Linked DNA regions of Mus musculus: region 2 is linked to region 1. Evidence: chromatin contacts called from public Hi-C data. All regions are on one chromosome and are shown on one strand. The core of a region is the stretch at or near the end of the contact, and the rest is flanking DNA. Distances in the headings are between cores, read along the strand shown.

What was found. Hi-C and Micro-C count contacts between places; a contact is called where the count stands out from the background.
Region 2: a Hi-C map of cortical neurons shows a contact between it and region 1, with 4 times the contacts expected there. The contact joins two enhancer-like sites. A contact is called at or near these places in 1 of 484 Hi-C or Micro-C datasets (cortical neurons), 1 of 115 datasets of contacts at active chromatin or transcription factors (large pre-B cells) and 1 of 9 other capture datasets (embryonic tail).

The regions. Positions count from the first base shown.
Region 1 is chr16:32,853,102-32,857,027 of GRCm38.p6, forward strand. Rubcn (RUN domain and cysteine-rich domain containing, Beclin 1-interacting protein) reads right to left here. Exons shown (of 19, transcript NM_172615.4): 2 at 3,791-3,926. Among named protein-coding and RNA genes, the nearest start is that of Rubcn, 13 kb to the right of the region's middle. RefSeq lists an enhancer at 1-2,768. Within about 2 kb of position 1,315, at least 64 of the 459 cell types and tissues checked have an H3K27ac peak or open chromatin away from gene starts, as enhancers often do. A contact at or near this core is called in cortical neurons, where this site is marked.
Region 2 is chr16:33,156,614-33,160,508 of GRCm38.p6, forward strand. No RefSeq gene overlaps it. Among named protein-coding and RNA genes, the nearest start is that of Gm41447, 21 kb to the left of the region's middle. Within about 2 kb of position 1,653, at least 22 of the 459 cell types and tissues checked have an H3K27ac peak or open chromatin away from gene starts, as enhancers often do. A contact at or near this core is called in cortical neurons, where this site is marked.

The sequences.
Region 1 (3,926 bases), core at 65-2,564:
CAAGCTACCTTAGGCTAGAGAGATATGGCTCTGAGGTTAAGAGTACAGACTGCTCTTGCACAGGACAGATACCAGCATTCACATGTGGCCCACAACTACCTGTAACTTCAGTTCCAGGGCATCCAATGCCCTCTTCTGGCTTCCATGGGCACCAGGCACACACATGGTATACATACATGTAGACAATATACACATAAAAAGTAAATCATTTTAATTGGGCCATCTACACTGCTAAAGCAGTTTCTTCTTGTGGTAGGGGAGGGGCCCTTTCACCTTAGCTGAGCCATCTCAGGAACTGTCTCCACATTCATAAGCAGCAGAACAGAGATGTTATCAATACACCTGGCCTCAGTAAAGGTGGCCCAGATGCAGCTGGCAACGACGAGATCCCGCTAAGACTACAGTCATGCCATTACAGCTTCCCGGGGTCCCCAAGTGATTAAAACAAACCACAGCTCACGTCCATAGCACATCCTTTTGAAAACAAAGAGGAGAAATGACCAACGGGAATCATGTGTCCCTTCCTCTTTCCAAGGGCACAGCACCCAGAATAGCTTCCTGATGACACAGCAGGCTGAAACCTTTGAAAGCACTAAATTTTCTGGAAGGAAACAACAGGGGAAAAACAAGTCTGATGCTGTCTTTAACTCTTAGACCTTAACAAGGCACAGGGCCACAATAAAACTGACGTGCAGCTTCTGTTTCGGGCCCTTTCCTCTTGGAGCCTCTGTGGACTAAGCGCCTGTCCATGCTGCACGTGTGTCTGCTCCCACTTACTGATGCTAGTGTTGTAAGTGCTCGCATACATTCTTAAATTGCTTCCTTCTGAAGGGGGGGGGCTTCTATAGGATAGCTTTCGTGCTAGTTTTTTTTTTTTTTTTTAAGAATTCTAAAAAGAGCTGGGCGTTGGTGGCGCACGCCTTTAGTCCCAGCACTTGGAAAAAATTCTAGAAAGATAAGCTAACACCATTCTGCATCTGTAAGCTTGTTTTATTTGAGAGTCTCATCAACATTTCTCCCTTTGTGGTACAGATGGTGAAACCATCATGTAATCTGGTTATGTTACTATGTGACAATGTAAAATTAGTAACAGGGCCAAGAAAAGAACCTTTGTTATCAAGGCACAAGCAGTTTAACCACTGAATGACAGCACCACTAATCTGGTAGCTATTTTGGTCACCAGCCTGGGAAACTTGCACTTTGTTTTTAACAAAACATTCTGGCATGAATCCCAAACTTGTGAATGGAACACTGGGTAGTTCAGTGCTACAAATGAACATAAAGAACACCAAGATGGGATGCAGTCTCCTGAGAGATAATATATTTAGCTGCACCCTGCTTGTTGGGTGGGGCAGCCAGGCACAGGATAGTGTGAGGGAGACAGCAGGTTCAGAGCTGGAGCTCAGCGCCGAGGGCTGAGCTGAGTGTCAAGGTGCATGGGTGACAAGAGACTGCTTCAAGGAAATGGGGGTGGGGTGGGGGGCACAAGAGTACACACAATGACTCTATCTTTAGAACCCTGTAATGGGCAAGGGACATGGCTCAGCAGGTGAGGGTACTGGCTACATCTAATGATCTGAGTTCCATCCCTAGGACCCACATGGTGGAAGGACAGATCTGAGTCCTGAAAGTTGCCCACTGATCTTCACATACATGTACATAAATAAATAAATATCATTTTTTAAAAAATGTTTAATCCAAGAAGAAATTCAGGTACAGAAACTGAAAGAATGGTCGCAGACTCAGGACAATGCTTCCTGTGGCATCATAAGATAATACCATGCAAATCAAGAAGCGACGGTGGTCAACAGCACTGCATTTATTAACCAAGGGAGAAATGGGTCTTCAATTAGATAACATGGATGCCATTTTCTTCTTTGTTTTTTTGAGATAAGTCTCTCTGTGCAGCTCTGGCTGTCCTGGAACTCACTCTGTAGACCAGGCTGGCCAGGAACTCACAGAGATCATACTGCCTCTGCCTCCCGAGTGTTGGGATTAAAGGGATGGCATTTTCTTAAAAAGCATTGCAAGATCTCCAGTGGTAAGGAAGATAATAAGATTTCACTGAATCAAGTTATCTTCAAAATTTCAATGTTCTTAATTATATATATCACAGGACAATATGCAACAGGGAAACAATTTATTAATCACTTTAAATTTTTATTAATTAATTTTGTACGTTTGTGCACACATACATGCTATGGTGTCTATGTGGCAGTCAGAGACAATTAGCAGTTAGTTCTCTTCTTCTGTCAAGTGTGTCTGAGGAAAATGGACTCAGGTTGTTAGGTGTGGAGACACATGCCTTTACCTGCCGAGCACCTCACTGGTTACATGTCACAAGCTATGTAAGACAAATTTATACTCTGCCTTATTTACTGTTCTATAGCTCTTCTTTATAACTACTACCCTTATTTATACAGATGAGACTATGACTTGGCTGATAAAAATGGTTCCTAGTGGCCAGAGAGATGGTTCAGTTGTTAAGAGTACTGGCTCTCTTCCAGTGGACATGGGTTTAATTCTAGCACCCAGTTACAAGCATCTGTTAACTAGTCCTGGGGATCTGATACCCTCCTCTGGTCTCTGCGGCACCAGGCATCAGGCAGCATACAGATAAGCCTTCAGGCAAATTACCATAAATATAAATAAGTAAATAATGTAAAAATAGTCACTTGAAAAAAAGAAAGAAGGAAAGAAAGGAAGGAAGGAAGATAGATAGATAGATAGATAGATAGATAGATAGATGCTAGGCACTGTGACACATGCCCTGGGAGGGAAAGGCAGGTGGATCTCTGTGAGTTCCAGACCAGCCTGCTTCTGCCTCCCAGGTACCAGCTTGGTTTACATAGTGAGTTCCAGGGCTGCCAGGGGTACACAATGAGATCCTGTCTCAAAAGAGCAAAAAGAAGGCGGCGGTGGTGGCGCACACCTTTAGTCCCAGCACTTGGGAGGCAGAGGCAAGCGGATCTCTGAGTTTTAGGGCAGCCTGATCTACAGAGTGAGTTCCAGGACAGCCAGGGCTACACAGAAAAACCCTGTCTGGAAAAAAAAAAAAAAAAAAAGGAAGAGCTCACAGAAAGCAAAGGTGATATAAAGGCAGGAATACATTTCGAGACATTATGCTACTGGCTCTAAAAAGTAGGGGCCAAGAGCCAAAGAATACAAGGGACACAGCTTGGAAGCTGAAAAGACAAGAAAGAAGAAATTTTTAGTCTGGTGATGGTGGCCCAGGCCTTTAGTCCTAGCACTCAGGAGGAGGCAGAGGCGGGCAGACCTCTGCAGTTCAAGGTCAGCCTGGTCCAGTGAGTTCCAGGACAGCCAGGGCTATGCAGAGAAACCCTGTCTTGAAACAAAGAAATAAACAAAACAACATCAGAAGAACCGGGGGGGGGGGGGGCGGGGGGGGGACGGGACGGGACGGGACGGGGGGGGGACGGGGACGGGGACGGGGGACGGGGAGGAGGAAGAGGACAGGAGGAGGAGGTGGTGGAGGAGGAGGAGAAGAAATTAAGGAAGAACTGTTTAGAATTTCCTAGCACAGTACAGCACGGTTTGAGCCTAATGAACTTGAGAATTCTGACCTCAGGAGCGGAAAGATAATAAGTCTATAAGTAGCCAACAGTTTCACCTGTGTTTTAGAATCGACAGGAAACAGACTGATGTCCCCTCTTGCTGATGTGGCCCCCTGACCCCTGCAGTTTTCTCACTGCTCTGACACCTGTGGCACATCAGGCGCCAAGGGAGATGTTCTGGGCACAGAGAGGGGGAGGGGATGAGCTCTACATACCTGGTCATGGATGAGCCCATGATACAGGATGTTCTGCATGTCCCTGCACAGCCGCTCCAGGCCACCATACTTGGACCAGACATTGGGGCAGTTGGCTGACACCAAACCTTCCACAGTCGTCTTCAAATTACCCAGC
Region 2 (3,895 bases), core at 403-2,902, 300 kb after region 1:
GCAGGACGTGGAGCACAACGATTCTCTGTAATATTTCAGGTCAGGAAAGCAGAGAGCTCCTGCTTGTCACGTGGGTCCTAAGCAGCGGCCACTGTGGAGCCATGGGGTCCCCTTCCCAGGCTCTATCAGTGGGAAATGCCACTCAGCCAACCCATCCACGTGAACTCCAGATCCGAAAATCTGACTTGAGGCAGAGGTGCTTTCTTTATATTATGTTAATTTATCACATGTGTGTGTATGCATGGGTGAACACACGTGCAATAGCCTGTGTGTAGAGGTCAGAGGACAACTTTCAGGCGTTGGCTCTCTCCATCCACCACGTGGGTCCCAAGGGTTGAATTCTTGTCATTAGGCACCTCACTGCACCACAGCTACACATTTTTTTTTTTGAGATAGGGTTTCTCTGTGTAGCCCTGACTGTCCTGGAACTCACTCTGTAGACCAGGCTGGCCTCAAACTCAGAAATCTGCCTGCCTCTGCCTCCCAAGTGCTGGGATTAAAGGCATGCGCCACCACGGACCAGAGCAACACTTTAAAGGAATGGAGCTTGGAGCATCTTCTCCCAGGACCCTGGGACTTCGGGCTTTGCTTTTCTCTGTGTGGGTGTCTGGGGCTTTCATGGTCCTGGCCGATAATAGCAACCTTCCCCACCATACCAGTTTCCTTTACTCAGAATTTTACTTTACAACCCAATGTTTCTTTGGACAATTTGAGATATGGTACTTGTTATGGTCTGTATATGCTTGGCCCCGGGAGTGGCACTATTGGAATGTGTAGCTCTGTTGGAGTAGGTGTGGCCTTGTTGGAGTAGGAGTGTCACTGTGGGTGTGGGCTTTAAGACCCTCATTCTAACTGCCTGGAAGCCAGTCTTCCACTAGCAGCCTTCACTTGGAGATGTAGAACTCTCAGCTCCTCCTGTACCATGCCAGCCTGGATGTTGCTATGCTTCCCCCTTGATGATAGTGGACTGAACCTCTGAACCTGTAAGCCAGTCCCATTTAAATGTTGTCTTTTATAAGAGTTGCCTTGGTCATGGTGTCTCTTCACAGCAGTAAAACCCTAACAATGACAATATTTTTTTAAAAAAAGAGAGAGTTTTATTTATTTTTATTTTATGCATATGAATGCTTGCTTGCATAAATATATGTGCACCACTTGAGTGCCTGTTGCCTGCAGAGCCCAGAAATGGCATCAGCTCCCCTGGAACTAGAGTTACAGATGGCTCTGAGCCACCATCTAGGTGCTGGGGACTGAATCCGGGTTCTCTGAGAGAGGACTTCATGGTCTTAACCACTGAGCCATCCCTTCCAGCCACCAGGCCTTCAGTTCCCTGCCAAGCTCTACCTCCCAAGGCTGAGGTTAGAGTTCTGGGTTCACCCCTGGCAGATGAGGAGAGGGAAGAGCATCGAGCTTCAGCAGACTAAGGTTGTGGGGTTGACATAGCCCAGGAAGCCTCCTGCCCAACCACTGGAAGGGCATAGCTCTGTGTAACAGGAGAGCAAGCTTCTGTCCAGCTGGCTCTGGGCGGGAGGGGTGGCGGGCGGCGAGACCACATTAAGCACTTCTCGTGGAATTCTGAAAGCTAAAAGCCCCAGCAAAGGAGCCAAAGCCGGGACCGACCATCTGCTCCAGCTGGACAGAAAAGGGGGATTAGGCAGACATTAGAAATGCAGAGCCAGCCGGGTGAGGTGGCACACGCCTTTGATCCCAGCACTTGGGAGGCAGAGGCAGGCAGATTTCTGAGTTCAAGGCCAGCGGTCTACAGAGTAAGTTCCAGGACAGCCAGGGCTACACAGAGAAACCCTGTCTCGAACCCCCCCCCCCCCCGCAAAAAAAAGAAATACCGATCCAATCGTGCCGCTTAGAATCAGCGAGGAGGGTAGAACCCAGGGCCTCACACGTGAGCCGTGAACACTCAAGTCTGAGCTGTGCGCCGGGTCCTTAGATGGGAGCTTTTGATTCTTTCAACTCTGAAATGAGGAATCTAAGGTTCTAGAAGGGGAAGTGTTTGGACAGAAGGCCACGCGTTTGTACCGCGTCTGGGGGTGGGGGGTGGGGGGTGTTGCAAACTTCGCTCTTATCATTGGCCTTCAAACCATCTGTTCAGCCCAGGAGTGCTCTCCAGTGTATTCCCTTGTGCTGCATGAACAACAGCTTTAGCACCAGGCTTCTATGCTAATGTACACGTGTCTAAGACAGCGCATAATTTCCAGACTTTCCAAAAATTTACTTAGCCATGTTCTTTTTTTAAAAAAACCCTGTATCTATGTACAGTCTCTAAAAGAGGATTAAAGGATTCTCCTCAAATGCTTAGGAAACGAGGCCTCGTACTGTACTGCGCTGTTAGCCTCGGGGATGCATGCTCGATGTTAGCCTCCGGGATGCATGCCCACACACACACACACACACACACACACACACACGATCCTGATCATTCACACAGCCAAGCACTGATGCAGGGGCGCAGGACTCGGGATGGAAAACCATCTCCTACAGGCTGCATTGATCTCAAAGTGCTGGAGTCTGTGTGGTGGAGGGATGGGAATGTGTCTAGGACATGGCTGTTCCCTGGGATGAGGGGTCACCTCAGCTTATCTGGGGTCAGGGCTCACCCAGCCTCAGCCTGCCTTAACATACACTGTTTCATTGGTGTATGGCAGGTCATTATCTTCCTGGACGTCACAATCTAGTCGGTGAACCAAGCATACCAGGAGTGATGTGGTGACAGGTAGGACAATAAGGGACACAACAAAAAGAAACAAAATGTCTTATAAACATGGACAGTTAGAAGACAGGCCTAGAGAATGGAGTCAAGGGAGAGCCAGCATGACTCACAGAGGCTGCTACCACTGGGTATTAAAGAGCAATTGAGAACTTTCCAGAGTCTGAATGGGAGAAGGGAGGATCTTGTATGCATAGGCATAGAAGTGAAACTGCTGACTCAGGTGGTTCTTCCTCCCCGCCCATCCCAGGAATAAGACTCAGACTCAACATATATTATAAATACCTTGGCCATATAGCTAGGCCCTTCCCTGACTAGATCATAAAATAACCCAATTATTCTAATCTACATTCTGCCACCTGGCTGGTTACCTGTGCTCAGGTACCATGCGTCAGTCTTGGGTGATCTTCCATGCCTGACACTCTCCCAGAATCCTTTCTGCCTACAGGATGTTCCACCTCCTATTTCCTGCCTAAGCTATAGGCCATCAAATTTATTATGGACACCTGTCTTAGGATTTTACTGCTGTGAAGAGACACCATGACCAAGGCAACTCTTTTGTTTGTTTGTTTGTTTGGTTGGTTTTGTTTTTGTTTTTTCGAGACAGGGTTTTTCTGTGTAGCCCTGGCTGTCCTGGAACTCACTCTGTAGACGAGGCTGGCCTTGAACTCAGAAATCCGCCTGCCTCTGCCTCCCAAATGCTGGGATTAAAGGCATGCGCCACCACGCCCGGTTTCAAGGCAACTCTTATAAGGACATTTAATTGGGGCTGGCTTACAGGTTCAAAGGTTCAGTCCATTATCATCAAGGTAGCAATATGGCAGCATCTAGGCAGGCATGGTGCAGGAGGAGCTGAGTTCTACATCTTTATCTGAAGGCTGCTAGTAGAAGACTGACTTACAGGTAGTTAGGATGAAGGTCTTAAAGCTCAAGCCCACAGAGACACACCTGTTCCAACAAGGCCACACCTCCAAATAGTGCCACTCCCTGGGCCAAGTATTCAAACCACGACAACAGGCCCCACATCCATACAGACCCATGATATTTTCTCTACATGAAACCACATGAGTCTTGTTGGTAAGAAGAGGACAGCATGCCAGGGTAGGGAGTGAGGAACTGTGAGGGACTGGCTTTGTGAATCAGGAGGAGGGGATGACTAATGAGGCCCATCTA